Regions from separate parts of the Sus scrofa genome. Here all the other regions are linked to region 3. The links are chromatin contacts, called in public Hi-C maps. All regions are on one chromosome and are shown on one strand. Each heading gives the region's core, a stretch centred on a gene start, on an enhancer-like site or on the middle of the called end of the contact. The rest is flanking DNA. Distances are from core to core; before and after follow the strand shown.

Region 1 (2,700 bases), core at 123-2,622, 83 kb after region 3:
TCTCTGTTCTCAAGTTCTCTGGGCACAAAAAAGAGAGAGGCAATCTTCTGAGGAGCATCCCATCAGACAGGAATTCAGCCAGTACTGCAGTTGCTTTCCACCCGCTGGTGTCAGGGGACCTCACTCCTTAAAGCCACAACAAGAGTCAAGTACAACCACTCCCTTTCCCCAGACGGTCTTTTACAGGTACCTCTTGGATGTCACTGAATACAAGCCTTCCAAGGGCCTCCCCTAAGAGACAAGCCTTCTCCCTGATGCCCACGTGTGTGTGCTGGGACCACAGACCCACTAGAGAGCCTGGCGTCCAGGCTGACTGCCTATGGAGTTTGCAAGGTGGCAGCACACCTTCCCAGGTGTCTTCCTGGGTAGAGGCTGGCCTTCAAGGGCAGATAATGCTCCCTGCTAGTTCTATCCACCACCGGAAACCCCTCTCTGTCCCCTGCCGTGTCTCCTCCACCCACACGGACTTTGTGCCATCATTTACTTCAGCAAAGCCCCCTCCTAATCCTATAAGCTGTGTAATGCATGGAGAAATCCTAAGGAGCCTGTCAGGGGGATTTAAGAAAGTCAACCTGCTAAGGTGTTTAGCTCAGAATCTGGCTCATCCTTAGAGTGACGGTTATATTAAAAGTGTAAATGAGACAGATCAACAAATACTTTTCAACAAATGGAGTATTTAGGTGCTGCTTTCGAGATGCAAATGCAGGAGTTCCCATTGTGGCTCATTGGTATTGAATCTGACTGGTATCCATGAGGATGCAGGTTCGATTCCTGGCCTCGCTCAGTGGGTTAAGTATCCAGCATTGCTGTAGGCTGGCAGCTGTAGTTCCAATTCGACCCCTAACATGGAATGTCCATAAGTTGCATGTTCAGTCCTAAAAAGAAAAAAAAAAAATGCAAAAGCATGACAGAAAATGTATAAGGGTTTTAATTAACAAGACTGTTCAAAATGTCAAATTTACTTATCAAACCGTTTCTTTAAATAGAATTTGTATATCAAGTTTCTGCATGGAGCAAATTTAACATTCTTTTCATAGCCTTTCCCTTTCAGCTCTAAGAGGCCAAGTTTCAGAGAAGCACCTGAATCCCAAGTGAAAATCCAGCATGGCACAGTGTACGGGCGTGCCTGATAACTCACCTACAACCCGGATTCACAACATTTGATTTTGGGGAGGAAGAGGGGTTGGCAGTCAATGGTTAAGTGTGAGGCCAGAGAAAACCTCGAGCTCAGGAGAGGTTTGCTTGCACTTTGTACTGTTTGAGCTTGTTCTCATTCCAGTAAAAGATCCCATTTCTGGGTAATGAGACAGCCAGGGAGATTGCACACCTGAACGTGCCCTTGGAATGTGCCAGACGCCAGCTAGTCCAACTATGTCTCCATAACTCCGCACGTGTATTTTTTCACAAACAAGAACCGAAACAGCCCCTGGTCCTATTGCCTGAACATGTTCGGGAACCTCACTCTCCCAAGGGACCCTCTGCCATCTCGGATCATGCAGTAAGCATCCTATAAACACGGTGACTCAGACCAAAGGCTAAAAAATAAATGCATACGGATCCAACGTAGACACTTTCAGAGGCGGCGGCAGTAATTGGGTCTATTCACAACTAGGTTAATGATTTCCAAAAGCCTAAATACAACCAACGAATGTGACAAACTCCAGGCCCCTCTCTATGGGCAGCCAAGAAGCGTGACCCGGGGGTGGGTAGCTGTCACACTGGAGAAGGGAGGGTGGCCGAGGGATAACACTTACCTCCAGACACCAGGGGAACCGCAGAGCTGAGCTGAAAGGAAAACAACAACAACGAAACGCCCAGCTCTCCCGCGTGACCCGGAGGGACAGCGAGGCCCAGCATGTGGCGGCTTATCGGGTCACACGGCCGCGCCTGGTGTTGGGGAGAAACAGGCTGGCCTGGGTACCTGTGGGCACGGCCAGCCCCACTCCCAGGCATTGGCATTTGGTAGAAATCTGTAGGCAGCCTTTGTTTTGCACACAAGGGGCTGCCGCCGAACCCCCAGCTGGGTGCTATCTGCACTGAGGGGCTGGAAGGGCAGGGCCAGCCTGCAGTTGGGAGAAACAAGGCCTGACATTTGCAAAGCGTTTTGCTACAAAGAGCTAAAGTAAATGTAACAATCCATGCACCACAGTTAATAGCAGTTCATTTAAAAAGTTGACGTTTACTTAATTGTTGTTCAAGTTCATTGATGCTGCTTATCCCAATATGCCAAATGATTTCCATTTTTCTATTGCAGAAAAAAAGGAGAAATGAGTATATATTTTGTTTTTACATCAAGAGTTTCCATGTAGCCAAAGTCCATAATGACTATTTTAAGTTCTGCATCCTGAAATTCACTTCGATTTTAATTTCTTTGTGGACTATTAAGGTTGATGCCAAAATTTTGCACTGCTATCTATTATGCACACATACTACAATAACCATTTTTTTACTTTTAGATAAAGTCTGTAGTTTAAATCCCCAAAAGTAGGATTCTAAAGGAAAGGTGTTTTTTTACTTGCCGGTATGCATGTCTGTTTGCTGTTTCTGTCATGATAGATGCTTCTAGATGGGTTGTAGGCAGCATCGCATTAATTTACATGATGCATATTATGGGTGAATGTACCAGCTTCATCTCCAACACAGCAGCGATTCTGCCGTCTTACTAAGTGCAAAAGACAACTCGGCACTCTCTAAAGTACA
Region 2 (2,700 bases), core at 185-2,684, 120 kb after region 3:
GTTCGATTTGTGCTACCACACAAATGTTTCCTTTATAAAGGCTTAGGACCCCATCTGTGGCCCTTGTTGGGTAAATGTGTGGAACTCCTGTGAGCAGATGAGCTACAAGACACACCCTGGCTGCGTCCTCTGCCCACTGCTGTCACTTTGGTGCCCTTCTCTAGCAGGTGGCGCTTTTCTTTACAGACCATTTCTGCCTTCGTTTGAAGAGCGTGGAGGGACCAAAGCCATGGCCTGCAGAACCTACAAAGCCTTCTTCATCCTTAAATGGATGAAGGGACTTCCTTAAAACAAAGAAACAAACACAAATGATTCTCATCTTAAAGTTCCACGGACCCAATGCTCGGTAAGGAAAGATGCAAAGCTTTGCTCCCCCACATGTAGGAAAGGCCCTGCTTTAGCTCCACTTACTGCAGGTTTATGATTCCTGCTTAAAAGGTGGGGCCAACCAGAGCTGAAGGCCCGCGAGAAGTCACAATGGGTCTTGTGGGAGAGGGAGTCGGCTGTAGACAGGCAGAAGACATCTGTCCTGAAGGAGGAGGAGGAGTAGGGCAGGGCGGGCTTTGCTGGAAGCATTTAGCTAAAACCTTCCTGCAGCCCGAGAAAGCCGGCTTTCTTCTGGCCGAATCCTGAGTAGGTTTCCCCGGCTTTTCTCCTGTCAGAGTTGCAGCGTGGTTGTCTTCAGGCAGGGGGGCCCACAGCTAGTGTGTGTGCTAAGCCTTTATTCTAAGTGCTTGACTTTTTTGAAGTGATTTCCTGCAATCATTCGTCTTTCAAGTACTGCTCGCTGGTGCACGGCCCATGAAATGCTGCGGGCTCCTTTGGTGCCTATGCATTCACTCAACAAACATTTCCCCAAGGCCAGAATCTGTGCTAGAGGTGGGAGTCCTTATTTCAGATGATTTCAAGGGTGCTTGACGGGACCTGAAGGACCCTGGGACTTGAGTGCATCTCAGAGGCCAGGGGGCGCCTCTGCCGCCAGGCCAGCCTCTGACCCGCCCTGGGATCCCGAGGTGCTCAGAGAAGTTGGGGCCACAATTAAACAGTGGTCTCCCCCGCTGGGCCAGCATCCGGCCTTGGGCAGAAGGCTCGGTCTGCTCCGCGCCGGGACACGTCTGCTCTGCAACTTGGAGGACGGCGGAGGGGAATGGGCAACCCGGGGGCAAAGGTGGCTCCAGGAAGGTCAGGTCGCCAGCAGCAGGCAAGTGGGCGAGGACCTGCCCTGCCGGCGGGGCAGCGCGGGGCAGTCCTCCCGGGGCTCGGCTCCGCAGCCCGCTCCCGCGCGGCGCTCCTCCCGCTGTCGCCTCCTCCGCCCCGCGCGCCGCCCGCCCCTCCTCCCGGTCCCTCCTCCTCGAGCCCGGCCTCCCCGCGCCCCCGCCCCCGCCCCCGCGAGCCAGACGTCCGGGCGGCCGGCGCAGCGCGCAGCCTCCGCCCCGGCTCGGAGCTCACGCCCGCGGCCCGCGCGATCCCCGTCCGCTCCGGCCGCCGAGCCCGCGCCCCGCGCCCCGGCCATCGCTGCGTCCCGACCGAGCGCCGAGCCCCGCGCGATGCGACGCTCCTGGGCGGGCGGCGCCGCGCTCCTGGCGCTGCTGGCCGCGCACTTCCAGGCGAGTCCGGCGCTGGAGGAGAAGAAAGGTAGGGGCGACCGCGCCGCCGTCCCGCCCGTCCTCAGGCGGCCGCGCAGCCTCGGGCGCGGCGGGCCGAGGAGCCCGAGCGCCGCTTCCCTTCCGCCCTCCCGGCCCCCGCGGGGTGGACGCCCCGGCGAGCGCGTCCCCGCACGTGCGCCCGCGGTGCGCCGGGCTGGGGGGCGGCGCAGGCGGGACGCGGGGCCCGTGCCCGGACCCCGGGACCCGAGCGGCCCTCCGCGCCCGGCCCCGCACCCGCGCCCCACGCCGGAGCCAGCTCCCCGACCCCTCTCCTGGCGCGGCCTTGACCCAGAGGCTCGAGAGCTCGTTCCGGGCACTGGCCACCTGCGCTTCGGGACCGGGAGGCCAGAGGTCCTCCGGCCCCACCGCCCCTCCGCGTCCCGCAGCGCCTCCCGCCGTCCGCATCCCTCGGGCGGCGAGTAGCCACTTCCCGGGACTCCCGAGATTTGTCCCCTCTTGCAGCCCTTGGGCGGCGTGTCCGCGCTTCGCAGTGGAAGGGACGGGGCGGTGGGAGCGGCCGCGGCAGGAGGGCCAGTTCTGGGGCGAACGGTCCAGGGGCGGGACGCATCCGGGCCGGCCGGGTCCCCACAGTTTCAAAATATGGCTCACAGCAAGCGTTCCTCCTCAAAATCTAGAGATTTCTCTCTCTGGGATGTGTCTTTTAGCTTTTTGAAGAATTTGACATCAGGCCAACCAAAATATTAAACTTTAAAAAAAAAAAAAACCGGATTGATGTCCGTGGTTCACGTGGGCCAAATGTCCAGACCAAACATGAGCGAGTCTGGCTTCGTGACTACCGACCATAAACCCACTTGACATGAGAAACATGCCTGAGAAGGTTTAATTGCACAATTTCAGACTCAAGCAGCCGGGGTTCCAAGAGTCAGGTCTGTACTTGCTGTTGATGTCACTGGCACAGCGAGACAGGGTTTGGTGCTGAGTGCGATGGTGGGGGGAGCAGTAAGTCCTAAAGCAGTGCACCCCAAACTTGGCTGCAAATTAGAATCGGTTGGGATTTAAAACGAAACAAGACACCTTGTCTGGCTCCCACCCC
Region 3 (2,713 bases), core at 35-2,534:
GAAACAAGGAAGAGGAATAAGAAACATTTCATATTAGCTGATTAGAAGTTCAAAGAGAAAAGTAAATTCAGAAAGAGGGGTGATGGCATGGAGAGTTTTGGAAGCTCAGTTGGGTGAGGTGACAAGGAAGACCGCCCCTTGATGTGACATTTGAGGAAAGCTGAGGGCCCAGCGTGACCAAAGTGAGAGGAAGAAGCAGGAGGCTTTGGAACGAAGGATGGGTTTTATAAGGATTTGGCTTGGAAGGCCTTTCCAAGGAATCAGCTTTTAATTTAGGATGGGAAGTGAGCAGCAGAAGCAGAACAGAGGAACAGGAGTGGCACATGTTTTAACTTTATCACTTCGTCTGATGTTCTGAGCCCTTTTTCGGCCTGCTTAGTCTTATCTTATAAAAGAAAGTTGCGTGGTTGTGTGCCTGTCCTGTGTACATCAATCACCACGTACATCCTGCACTTAATCCTTGTGGCAGATTTTATGATCTCAGTCTTATTTCAGAGGCTAACAAGAGTCAACAGCTATGCAGCATCCTGCAGAAAGTAACTAACTGACCTAAGATTGAACCAGCCTATTACAGTCCAAAGGCCAGGCCCAATCTAATAACCACACTGCCTTTCACAAAACAAATCTTTGAGAAGATGGATCATCTGATGTGGGGACGTAGGTACACAAAGTCTGGTCACTGGAGCCCTTGTGACAACAGTAGCTTGCATCTGTACAGTGTGTACTTTGCAAAGGACTTTCACATCCGTCGTATCATTCAGTAAGCACAGCAGAAATAAAAGCAGCCGGGCCTTAACTTTGAGAGGAGCCTTGTTTCAGGCAAAGAAGGCAGAATTTCAGATTACCCCTCCTCTATCCTGCATGAGCTGAGAAACTAAAGGATGAGTAAAGGGCTCAGGGGGCAGAACATTATGGCGAAAGCTGCCCCAATATTACCTGTACATTTGAGAGTGAGAACTGCAAGTCCCACAGCCGGGCTTCTGAGCCTCGCGATGAGATCCCGAAGGGAAGGCTGAGGCAGGTCTTACTGCGCCCTGAGTGCATCCTTCAGTCAGGACTGTGCTTTGCTTGATTCGCTGACATGACGTCAAGTTTGGTCTCCTCTTCAGCTCCCCCCACTGATCCACCCACGCTCTGTGTCCCCAGCTCAACCCAGAGTCTGAGTAATCTGGGATCCCCTCCCTCTGGAAGCTGCATCTGCACTTGGCCCTGGATGTGCTGGGCCAGAGCTGCCGGCCGGGGTTCCTCTTTCCCCCTCAGCTTGTCTAGGCTCTGCTGCCCTTTGCTTCCCTCTGCTGGCACGAGGTCCGTCCCTGTCAGCTGGGCTCAGTGGGCGGCAAGCAGAGCTGCTCCTTCAGACTCCTTGGGGCCTCTGGGGGGTCAGAGTCAGCAGCTGGGTATTAGAATGCAGCCAGGCCTCACCCTGAGGTCTGATTCTGCCAGTGTGTGATGCATCTGTGCATCTGTGGTCCTATCATGTTCACAGGTGCTGCTGATGCTGTGGGCAGGGATCCTCTGGGAACCCAGTGCTCTGGGCCCAGCAGTCAGCAGAAGAGGCTGCAGAGGGGCCCTGTTCACCAACTACTAAGGCAAAGGCCCAGAGCTCGTTCCCCTGATGAATCAAGTGGCCTAGGGTTCTCTATAGACGGTGCTAAAGGCATCTCTTTATTTACAAAGCTCGATTATGTGCACAGAGCTAGGCGCAGCCCACTGTGGACCAAGAGTTACAACCAGCATTCTTGGACCTTTGGGGGGGGGGGGCACTGCTGTGAGCCGATTTGTGCCTCATCAGGAAGCTGTGGGGCCACGGGATGGAAAGACACTTGATCCTAATGTGGGCAGTCTGGATAATTTTGTGCAGGAGGTAATTCCTTTCTTCCTTCCTTCTTTCCTTCGTTCGTTCTTTCATTCTTTCTCTCCTTTTTACAGACGCAACTGCAGCATGTGGATATTCCTGGGCTAGGGGTCAAATCAGAGCTGCAGCTGCCCACCACAGAAAGGCCACATCCAAGCCACTTCTGCAACCTATGCCACAGCTTGCTGCAACTCCAGATCTTTAACCTACTGAGCGAGGCCAGGGATTGAACCCACACCCTCATGGATACTATGTCAGGCCCTTAACATACTGAGCCCAATGGGAACTCTGAGGATGCAATTTCTAATTTAAGATGTGAAGCAAGGAATTTCCAAGTGCTTCATGAGCTTGAGATTGTGGTAACTCTAAATTCATATACATACATATATATATAATATATATTTACACACACACGTATACAGATTCAGTGTGATCCCTGTCAAAATACCAACGGCATTTTTCACAGAGGAGACGAAGTAATTCAGAAAATTTGTTTGGAAACACAAAAGATCCTGAATAGCCAAAACCATCCTGAGAAAGAAGAGCAGAGCTGGAGGAATCGCATTCTCTGTGTCAGTCTCTACTCCACAACTGTGGTCATCAAAGTAGTATGGTCCCGGCACAAAAACAGAAACCTAGGTCAATGAACAGGATAGAGAGCCAGAAGTAAATCCACACACTTACAGTCAACTAATCTACAACAAAAGAGGCAGGAATATGCCACGGAGAGAAGATCCCCTCTTCAGTAAGCAGTGCTGGGAAAACTGGACAGCTACACGTGAAAAAAAAAAATGAAGTCAGAACATTCTCTAACACCATACACAAAAATAAACTCAAAATGGACCAAAGACCTAAATG

What was found. A called contact is a pair of places that touch in the nucleus more often than the background predicts.
Region 1: a contact with region 3 is called in a Hi-C map of liver, with 7 times the contacts expected there. The contact joins two enhancer-like sites. A contact is called at or near these places in 3 of 47 Hi-C or Micro-C datasets (epiblast stem cells, liver and skeletal muscle).
Region 2: a contact with region 3 is called in a Hi-C map of liver, with 7 times the contacts expected there. The contact joins the promoter of EGFR here to the enhancer-like site in region 3. A contact is called at or near these places in 5 of 47 Hi-C or Micro-C datasets (embryonic fibroblasts, epiblast stem cells and liver) and 1 of 2 datasets of contacts at active chromatin or transcription factors (skeletal muscle).

The regions. Positions count from the first base shown.
Region 1 is chr9:139,262,864-139,265,563 of Sscrofa11.1, forward strand. No RefSeq gene overlaps it. Among named protein-coding and RNA genes, the nearest start is that of EGFR, 38 kb to the right of the region's middle. Within about 2 kb of position 1,373, at least 18 of the 83 cell types and tissues checked have an H3K27ac peak or open chromatin away from gene starts, as enhancers often do. A contact at or near this core is called in liver, where this site is marked.
Region 2 is chr9:139,300,976-139,303,675 of Sscrofa11.1, forward strand. It overlaps EGFR (epidermal growth factor receptor), which reads left to right and starts at 1,435. Exons shown (of 28, transcript NM_214007.1): 1 at 1,435-1,635. The coding sequence starts at 1,548.
Region 3 is chr9:139,179,942-139,182,654 of Sscrofa11.1, forward strand. The region is part of intron 1 of LOC100517727 (a long non-coding RNA gene); the gene reads left to right. Among named protein-coding and RNA genes, the nearest start is that of SEC61G, 45 kb to the left of the region's middle. Within about 2 kb of position 1,285, at least 9 of the 83 cell types and tissues checked have an H3K27ac peak or open chromatin away from gene starts, as enhancers often do. A contact at or near this core is called in liver, where this site is marked.